Linked DNA regions of Gossypium arboreum: region 2 is linked to region 1. Evidence: chromatin contacts called from public Hi-C data. All regions are on one chromosome and are shown on one strand. Each heading gives the region's core, a stretch centred on a gene start, on an enhancer-like site or on the middle of the called end of the contact. The rest is flanking DNA. Distances are from core to core; before and after follow the strand shown.

What was found. Hi-C and Micro-C count contacts between places; a contact is called where the count stands out from the background.
Region 2: a contact with region 1 is called in a Hi-C map of leaf, with 4 times the contacts expected there. The contact joins the promoter of LOC108456803 here to the enhancer-like site in region 1. A contact is called at or near these places in 3 of 5 Hi-C or Micro-C datasets (all in leaf).

What each region holds. Positions count from the first base shown.
Region 1 is chr9:33,764,570-33,768,540 of ASM2569848v2, reverse strand. LOC108456665 (mitogen-activated protein kinase kinase kinase YODA-like) reads right to left here. Exons shown (of 12, transcript XM_053019237.1): 11 at 3,959-3,971; 12 at 2,617-3,861. The coding sequence ends at 3,351. It also overlaps the pseudogene LOC108456667. Among protein-coding and RNA genes, the nearest start is that of LOC108456665, 7.6 kb to the right of the region's middle. Within about 2 kb of position 2,195, at least 2 of the 2 cell types and tissues checked have an H3K27ac peak or open chromatin away from gene starts, as enhancers often do. A contact at or near this core is called in leaf, where this site is marked.
Region 2 is chr9:34,456,030-34,459,997 of ASM2569848v2, reverse strand. LOC108456803 (tubulin beta-8 chain) reads right to left here and starts at 2,521. Exons shown (of 3, transcript XM_017755484.2): 1 at 1,807-2,521; 2 at 1,123-1,392; 3 at 150-1,033. The coding sequence starts at 2,200. The coding sequence ends at 351.

The DNA of each region.
Region 1 (3,971 bases), core at 946-3,445:
TGGATGCAGGATCCTTGAATCCTTTTTCAAAATTGAGGGGACGATCCAGATGCCCACTTCAGGAACAGATTCTCCAGAGAATAAATTCTAAAGAAAATGTAAGTATCCCAACTTAATATTTTTTTTTATTTAATTATTGCAAAACAGGGTTTTCTTGCCCTTGATTTACTTGGGTTTTCAATTTCACAAAGGGATACGAGTAAATTTTGGTCTTGAATGATTTTAGGAAACACGTTTGTTTAAATTAAGACTTCAATTTTACAGCTTGATAAATTAGACTTTGTGATGACATGCAATTTGAATGCTTTCTTGTCCTTGATTTATATGGTTTTCCAATCACACAAAGGAATATAAGTAAATAGTAATGAAACCTTGGGTCTTAAATTTTGATTCTAGGAAACAGATTTGTTTAAAAAGGACTTCAATTTTACAGCATGATAAATTAGATTTTGTGATAACCTTCAGATGAATGCTTTCTTGTCCTATATAAACTTTATTTATATGGTTTTCCAATTTCACAATGGAATATACGTGGAAACCTTGGTCTTAAAATTTTATTTTAGGAAACTGATTTGCTTAAAATTATTTCTTGATAAATTACACTTTGTAATGACATTCAAATTGAATGTTTTCTTTGTACTGGCAGCTGGATAGATTCATACCAAATCGTTCAGCAATGGACTATGATTATGCACATTACATGTTGACCGAAGGGAGGAAGATCAAAGAGAACCAGACAGTTTTCCCACCAGCCAGGGACGCCTATAGGATGCAGCTAGCTGAGGCCTTGAACATGAATAGGACTCAAATCTTGGCTTTCAAGAACAAGCCACCAACACCTGTCGAATTCTTCCCTTCCGACCACACAACTTCTTCTGTTCACCCAGCGAAACCTTCGAAGCCCCGAAGACACATTCCCCAGTAAGCAGAACATACATATGCAATTTAACTAGTTTGGACTTTGGACATCAGGTTTTGGTTCCACAGACGCTAATGCATTGTGATCATCATTTGGTTCTTCAGAGCTCTGAGAGGACATTGGATGCTTCTGACCTTATGGATGACTTTTACTTGAATTTATTGGACTGGGGCAGCAGCAATGTTCTTGCAATAGCACTTGGAAACACTGTTTATTTGTGGGATGCTTCAGATAGTTCTACCTCAGAACTTGTTACCATTGATGATGACAATGGCCCGGTAACAAGTGTGAGTTGGGCTCCTGATGGTCAGCATATTGCCATAGGCTTGAACAATTCTGAAGTACAATCATGGGATTCTGCTTCAAACCGGCAGGTTTGTATAATCTCTAAATATTAGCAGTTTCTTTTTGTTTCCCAGTTCTGTCATTTATTCCAACACAATCCTTTACTTTCTAATGCTTGCAGTTGCGCACTCTGAGAGGTTGTCACCGATCGAGAGTGGGTTCAATGGCATGGAACAGTCACGTTCTTACAACTGGAGGAATGGATGGTATGACAGTTAACAATGATGTAAGGATTAGATCCCATGTTTGTAAAACCTACAGAGGACATCGGCAAGAAGTTTGTGGGCTGAAATGGTCAGCTTCTGGACAACAACTGGCCAGTGGAGGCAATGATAATCTTGTTCACGTATGGGATATGTCCAAGGCATCTTCAAATTCACCAACACAATGGATACACAGGCTGGAGGATCATACTTCTGCTGTTAAAGCCCTTGCCTGGTGCCCTTTTCAGAGCAATTTGCTGGCCTCTGGTGGAGGTGGAGGTGATCGAACCATAAAATTTTGGAACACACATACAGGTGCATGCCTGAATTCAGTGGATACTGGCTCTCAAGTTTGTGCTTTGCTGTGGAACAAGAATGAGAGGGAGCTTCTGAGCTCTCATGGATTTACTCAGAATCAGTTAATTCTTTGGAAATACCCATCAATGGTGAAGATGGCGGAGATAATGGGTCATACATCTAGAGTTCTTCACATGGCTCAAAGCCCGGATGGTTGCACAGTGGCTTCAGCTGCAGGGGATGAGACACTAAGATTCTGGAATGTTTTTGGGGTCCCAGAAGTGGCTAAACCTGCTCCAAAAGTACACCAAGAGCCATTTTCTCACTTGAACCGCATCCGTTGATAGAGAAAAAGACTAGGAGGTGAACTCTATCAGTTGGTCCAGTGGTAGTTCCTTCAAAACAATAAATCAAATTATCTTAAGGGTAGCCTAGTGTTCAGTTGTCCATTCCAATTGAGAAAACCATAATGATTATACACTTTAGTGCTCAAATGTTCATGATTTGTTTTCGGCAGGTGATGAGGGGGGATATCAGTTACTATCGTCAAAGATTCACTACATCCAAACTGTCGAGGAACATGGTTGGTTTTTTTTCTTGGTGTCTGTCCGTGGAAAGCCGAACCACCTAAACTGTTGTTAGCCTTTTCTTTGAACTATTTAATTTGAAAATCTTTAAAATTGTCAGCTGCTAAAATGATTTGGCTTTACTTTGGTTCTTATGGAAGTTTGACTTGTCAAATACATTTTGAGGTGTTTAGAACATAAACTTCAATTACTCCACTCTGCCATTGAGACAGTGGATCTGAAATTGTATGATCCATCTGATAATAAAACTAAAATGCAAATTCACTTCACGGTTGAATTTTGGATGCTTAAAGCAATTTGGTGTTAAATCTCTTTCAGTAGTGCAGGGTCTCTCTCCTCAAAGTATAATGTACAGATGCAAGCTTTAAATGCAACAAGATCGTGAAGCTACCAAAACCTGTAAAATAACCACCAAGGGTCGTAAAGTGCATGAACCACGGAATTAGATTTCTTCAATCTACTGGTACTGTACGTACAATGAATCATGTCGAGCACTAGAGCATTAGAATTAGTTCAGATCCTTTTACTGATCACAAAACTCGGAATTCCGATTTGGTTCCTAAAAACATCTGTACAACTGTGTCTACCGAAAGCCGATGATCTTCCCCTTGATTTGCAGCCAAGACATTTTTGCCAACTAACTTCAAACCACTGCAGTTCAGTCAAGCATTAGTTGATTTACACACTCAACCCTGTACAAGATTCATGCCGTACGGCAGCAACATTCTTATTTTCCGGGAATATTTTCACCTGAATAAATGGTCTATTGAACATCTAACTGGAATCAATAAATGATCTATTGAACGCCTAAACCCCGATCCTTGGCAAATGACCTACCTGCCACCTCACTTCCTTGCTCTCCAACCTTATTCCTCGAATTTCTGTTCAGGTTCCATATTTGACCCATATGCTGCCTTAGACGAAGTTAAAAGTGATGAATACAAATTGATCCCGTAAGACCCAAAAGACATTCTGATCGGTGAATCTTCAAAGCTGAGTTTAGATAATAACACTCCGGTAAGGTAAAGGAGAGCTGGGACTTAGATCCAGGGATGGGCTCATTGCTGCGTGATCCTTCAGAAGCTGTCGAGAAACACGATCAGCTAATACAGACTGTCCATCATACGATTCCCCATGGACTGATCTTCCAGTTCCTAAAATGTCATTTTCTGATGGCACCAGTTCAGAAGAGATGTGAGAACTTGCTTGCAAGCCTCGAAAAATGTCAGGATTATTATCATGACAGGAAGAGCCACTGACATAAAGACCATTTGAGGGCTTTGGCATGCTACCAAGACCCTCCTGAAAGTAAGGCGATTGTTTCAGATAACCATAAGGTATAGCACCACTGCCACCTGTCAAGGGTGTAGACGAGCCTGAAGTGGTCCGGGGGCTAGATATGGGAGAAGGAGACATTCTTCCGTTTAGTTGTTGCGGTGACCTTGAATGCAGAAGAGGGCTTCCTATGGGTGAAACAGGGCAAGATACATTCCTTGGAATATTGATATCACTGCATAATAAGGAATTGAAATGAGACTTAACAACCATCATTTTTATCATCTATATTCGAGTTTGTGTATGTAAGAGTAAGAGAAAGAGAGAGAGACCTAGCATGCAGTT
Region 2 (3,968 bases), core at 1,272-3,771, 690 kb before region 1:
ATCAAATTTTGGCAAATCACTGTTTCTCTCAATGAGAGTTACAGAAGATCACACAAAAACGAGATGGGATGGGTGACTTCACTCTCTCTCTCTACATTACCATAACATAAGAGTGATTTCTAATATATTTATAGTACCAAATTCCATAGTTACCAAAAAGCAGCATCCCATATAAAACCATATGCATCCGTACGAGTCTAGTATCTACTGATGTAAAGATGTTCGTAAACAAAAATACATAAGCCAGGAAACAACATTTCTAACACCCAAACAAGGTATTCAGGTTGAAAGAACAGAAAAACATTTTCCAAAACGTTAAGAAAGCAAACAGTAAGAAACACACACTACTACTATTCCTGGAGTTCCTCCTCCTCATCCTCCTCCTCCTCATAATCATACTCCTCATCAGCTGTTGCATCTTGATATTGTTGGTACTCTGAAACCAGATCGTTCATGTTGCTCTCAGCCTCCGTAAACTCCATCTCATCCATTCCCTCCCCAGTATACCAGTGCAAGAAAGCCTTCCTGCGAAACATGGCAGTGAACTGCTCACTTACTCTCCGGAACATTTCCTGAATAGATGTCGAGTTTCCAATGAACGTTGAGGCCATCTTCAACCCAATTGGAGGAATATCACAAACAGTAGACTTCACATTATTGGGGATCCACTCCACAAAGTATGATGAGTTCTTATTCTGCACATTAATCATTTGTTCATCGACTTCCTTGGTGCTCATCTTGCCACGGAACATGGCTGAAGCAGTCAAGTATCGCCCATGGCGAGGATCAGCAGCACACATCATGTTTTTGGCATCCCACATTTGTTGAGTGAGCTCGGGAACAGTAAGAGCCCTGTATTGCTGTGACCCTCGAGAAGTAAGTGGAGCAAAGCCAACCATAAAGAAATGCAGGCGAGGGAATGGAATGAGATTGACGGCAAGCTTGCGTAGATCTGAGTTTAATTGACCAGGGAAACGAAGGCAGCATGTCACACCACTCATGGTGGCAGAAATCAAGTGGTTCAAGTCTCCAACTGCATTCAATCAGGATGAACAAATGAAATCAACAGACCTTTTACAGTTGAAATATGAAATAACAGCAACGTGAAAAAGATTGACGTACAGCTTGGAGTAGTGAGCTTCAGAGTACGGAAGCAAATATCATATAAAGCTTCATTGTCCAAAACCATACATTCATCAGCATTCTCAACAAGCTGGTGAACAGAAAGAGTAGCATTGTAAGGTTCGACAACAGTGTCAGACACCTTAGGGGAAGGGAACACAGAGAAAGTGAGCATCATTCGGTCTGGGTATTCTTCTCGGATCTTGGAAATCAAAAGTGTTCCCATGCCCGATCCAGTTCCTCCTCCCAATGAATGGCATACTTGAAATCCTGAAATATTAGAAAATGATTGTCAAATCATTAGATGTCAGGAAATAGAAGAAAGCAAATTCCAATCTAAAGCTAGATCATAGATTCCGCAAAATTTTTAAATCACACCTAAAAAGCATAATATTCGAATTGAGAATGATATAGATTTATTTGAGCAACCAAATAGAGAACCTTCCTTCCGAAACTTGAAATTTGCTAATAAGTTGAAAATTCAAACTAAACAAGCACATAAAACCTTCCTAAATTGTCAGATCCATGCTGAAAGTAACATAAAAGAACCACTTACGAGTTAAACCAACAGTTAGAAAAAGTAAAGCCAACAAATCCTTCTTCTACGGGCTAATCTAACTCTAAACTTGAAAAACCCAAACCAAAAAAAAAAAGCATGCTTAAAATTATTAAAACACACGTTACCTTGCAAGCAGTCACAGTTTTCGGCTTCTTTCCTCACCACATCTAGCACTGAGTCGATCAACTCGGCCCCTTCCGTGTAATGACCCTTGGCCCAGTTATTCCCTGCACCGGACTGGCCGAAAACGAAGTTGTCAGGCCTGAAAATCTGCCCGTACGGCCCGGATCTAACACTATCCATAGTGCCAGGCTCCAAGTCCATAAGGACGGCTCGTGGAACGAACCTCCCGCAACTCGCTTCATTGTAGTAAACGTTAACGCGCTCCAGTTGCAAATCATTGTCTCCTTGATAGCGTCCCGTTGAATCTATGCCGTGCTCGGCGCAAACCACCTCCCAAAACTTGGCACCGATCTGGTTTCCGCACTGCCCTCCCTGAATATGAAGAATCTCACGCATCTTTCCTAGGACTCGGATTTCAGAGAAAGTCCAAAGAAAATGAATTTTCAGTGAGGTTTTTTTTTTTTTTTTTCTGAAATGAAAGACGGAAACAGAAGAATTATATAGGGAGGAGATGACAGAAGGTGGTGCTCGCCGTTAGGGTTGACGGAGGTGCGTGACGGCTGACGAGGCCATTAAGCTTAATAAAGGGGGATATTTCGAATTTTGAAAATTTCGGGAAAAAGGAATAACCCCTGGGTTTAAATGAAAACGAAATCTTTACGCGTAGTTGATAGGGTTGAACATGACGCGCGATTTTCATCATGCCATCATGCGAGTGTGTGTCTTCAGATGATTTTATTGTGCGTGAGCATGAGGGTGGAGAGTGTGACCACGTGATTTTGGGAGAGATCCATGTGACTGCCACTTTGGCTACCGTCGAGGCGAAGGGCGTGTTTGGGTTTTCCATTTTTTTTTTTCTTTCTTATTAAGATATTTGTCAAAAACATACTTGAAATTTTATCACACACCTATTACCAAAACAATTACAAATGTAAAATATAAATATGTATTTAAAATTAATATAAAATAAATAATACATATAAAATATATATGATACTAAAATAAAAATTTAAATTAAATTATAAGTAAAAATTTAGACACGTAAATACATCAAATAAACAATACTAAATGCATTATAATTATTTATCAAGTTTTTGTCATCAATTGTGAGTTAATCTCGAGTTAGTTTATGACATCAATTCAATAAATAGCACTATTAATACTAGAAATTTATCACACACGTGTGTATATATATGCTAAAACCACATATTTAAAATATAGATATGTGTTTAAAAATAACATATAATAAATTATAAGTAAAATGGACAAAAATAAATTAAATTGTGAGTAAAAAGAAATTTAAATATATAACTGATGGAAGTAGTAAATTATGCATATTAAAATAAAAATGTATGAAAATTATTATACATAGTAAATTGGTGTGGGTTCAAATCCTATGACATGCATAGTTTTATTTTTATTTTTATTTTTAAATTAAAAAGACTAAATTAGCCTCCAATAATATAATTTATTTTAATATAGAAGGTCATTTTGTAATTTCTCTATAGGATTAGTATCCGTTTGATTTATGACATTAACATACTCAAGGATTTTATTAATAGTAAGTGAAGATATACAAATTATGAAAGTAATAAATTGTGCATATTAAAATAAATATGTATACAATATATCAAAATGAAGTTTTAGTTGAGTAGTAAATTTAAGCTTTTATTAATCTAATTGGGTAGCTTCAAATCTTACCATATGCATATTTTTATTAGTTTTGTTGAAATGAAAATAATAAAATACATACGAGTAATATAACTTATTTCGATTATGGAAGGACATTTTACAATTTCTCTAACCGAGTTGGTCCTCGATTGACTAATGACACCAACTCTAAAATGCTTTCAAATTACAATGTTTTAAGTATAAATCTCATTCTTTATCATTTTTAAATTAAAAGATAAAAATATTCTCATATTAATATAATTTAATTTATAAAAATAATCTTTTAAATTATTGTCTAATTAAATTAGTACGAATTGACTCATAATATTAACTTCGTCAAGAAATTATATATATATATATACATATTATAAGGTCTTTAGAAAATAATCATAGGTGGCATATTTAAGGATAGAAAGGGAAGAGCCAGGGAATGATAGCAGGGACAGAGTCAGGGGGACTGGCAGGGGTTAGGCTCCCCTAAAATGGATTTGTT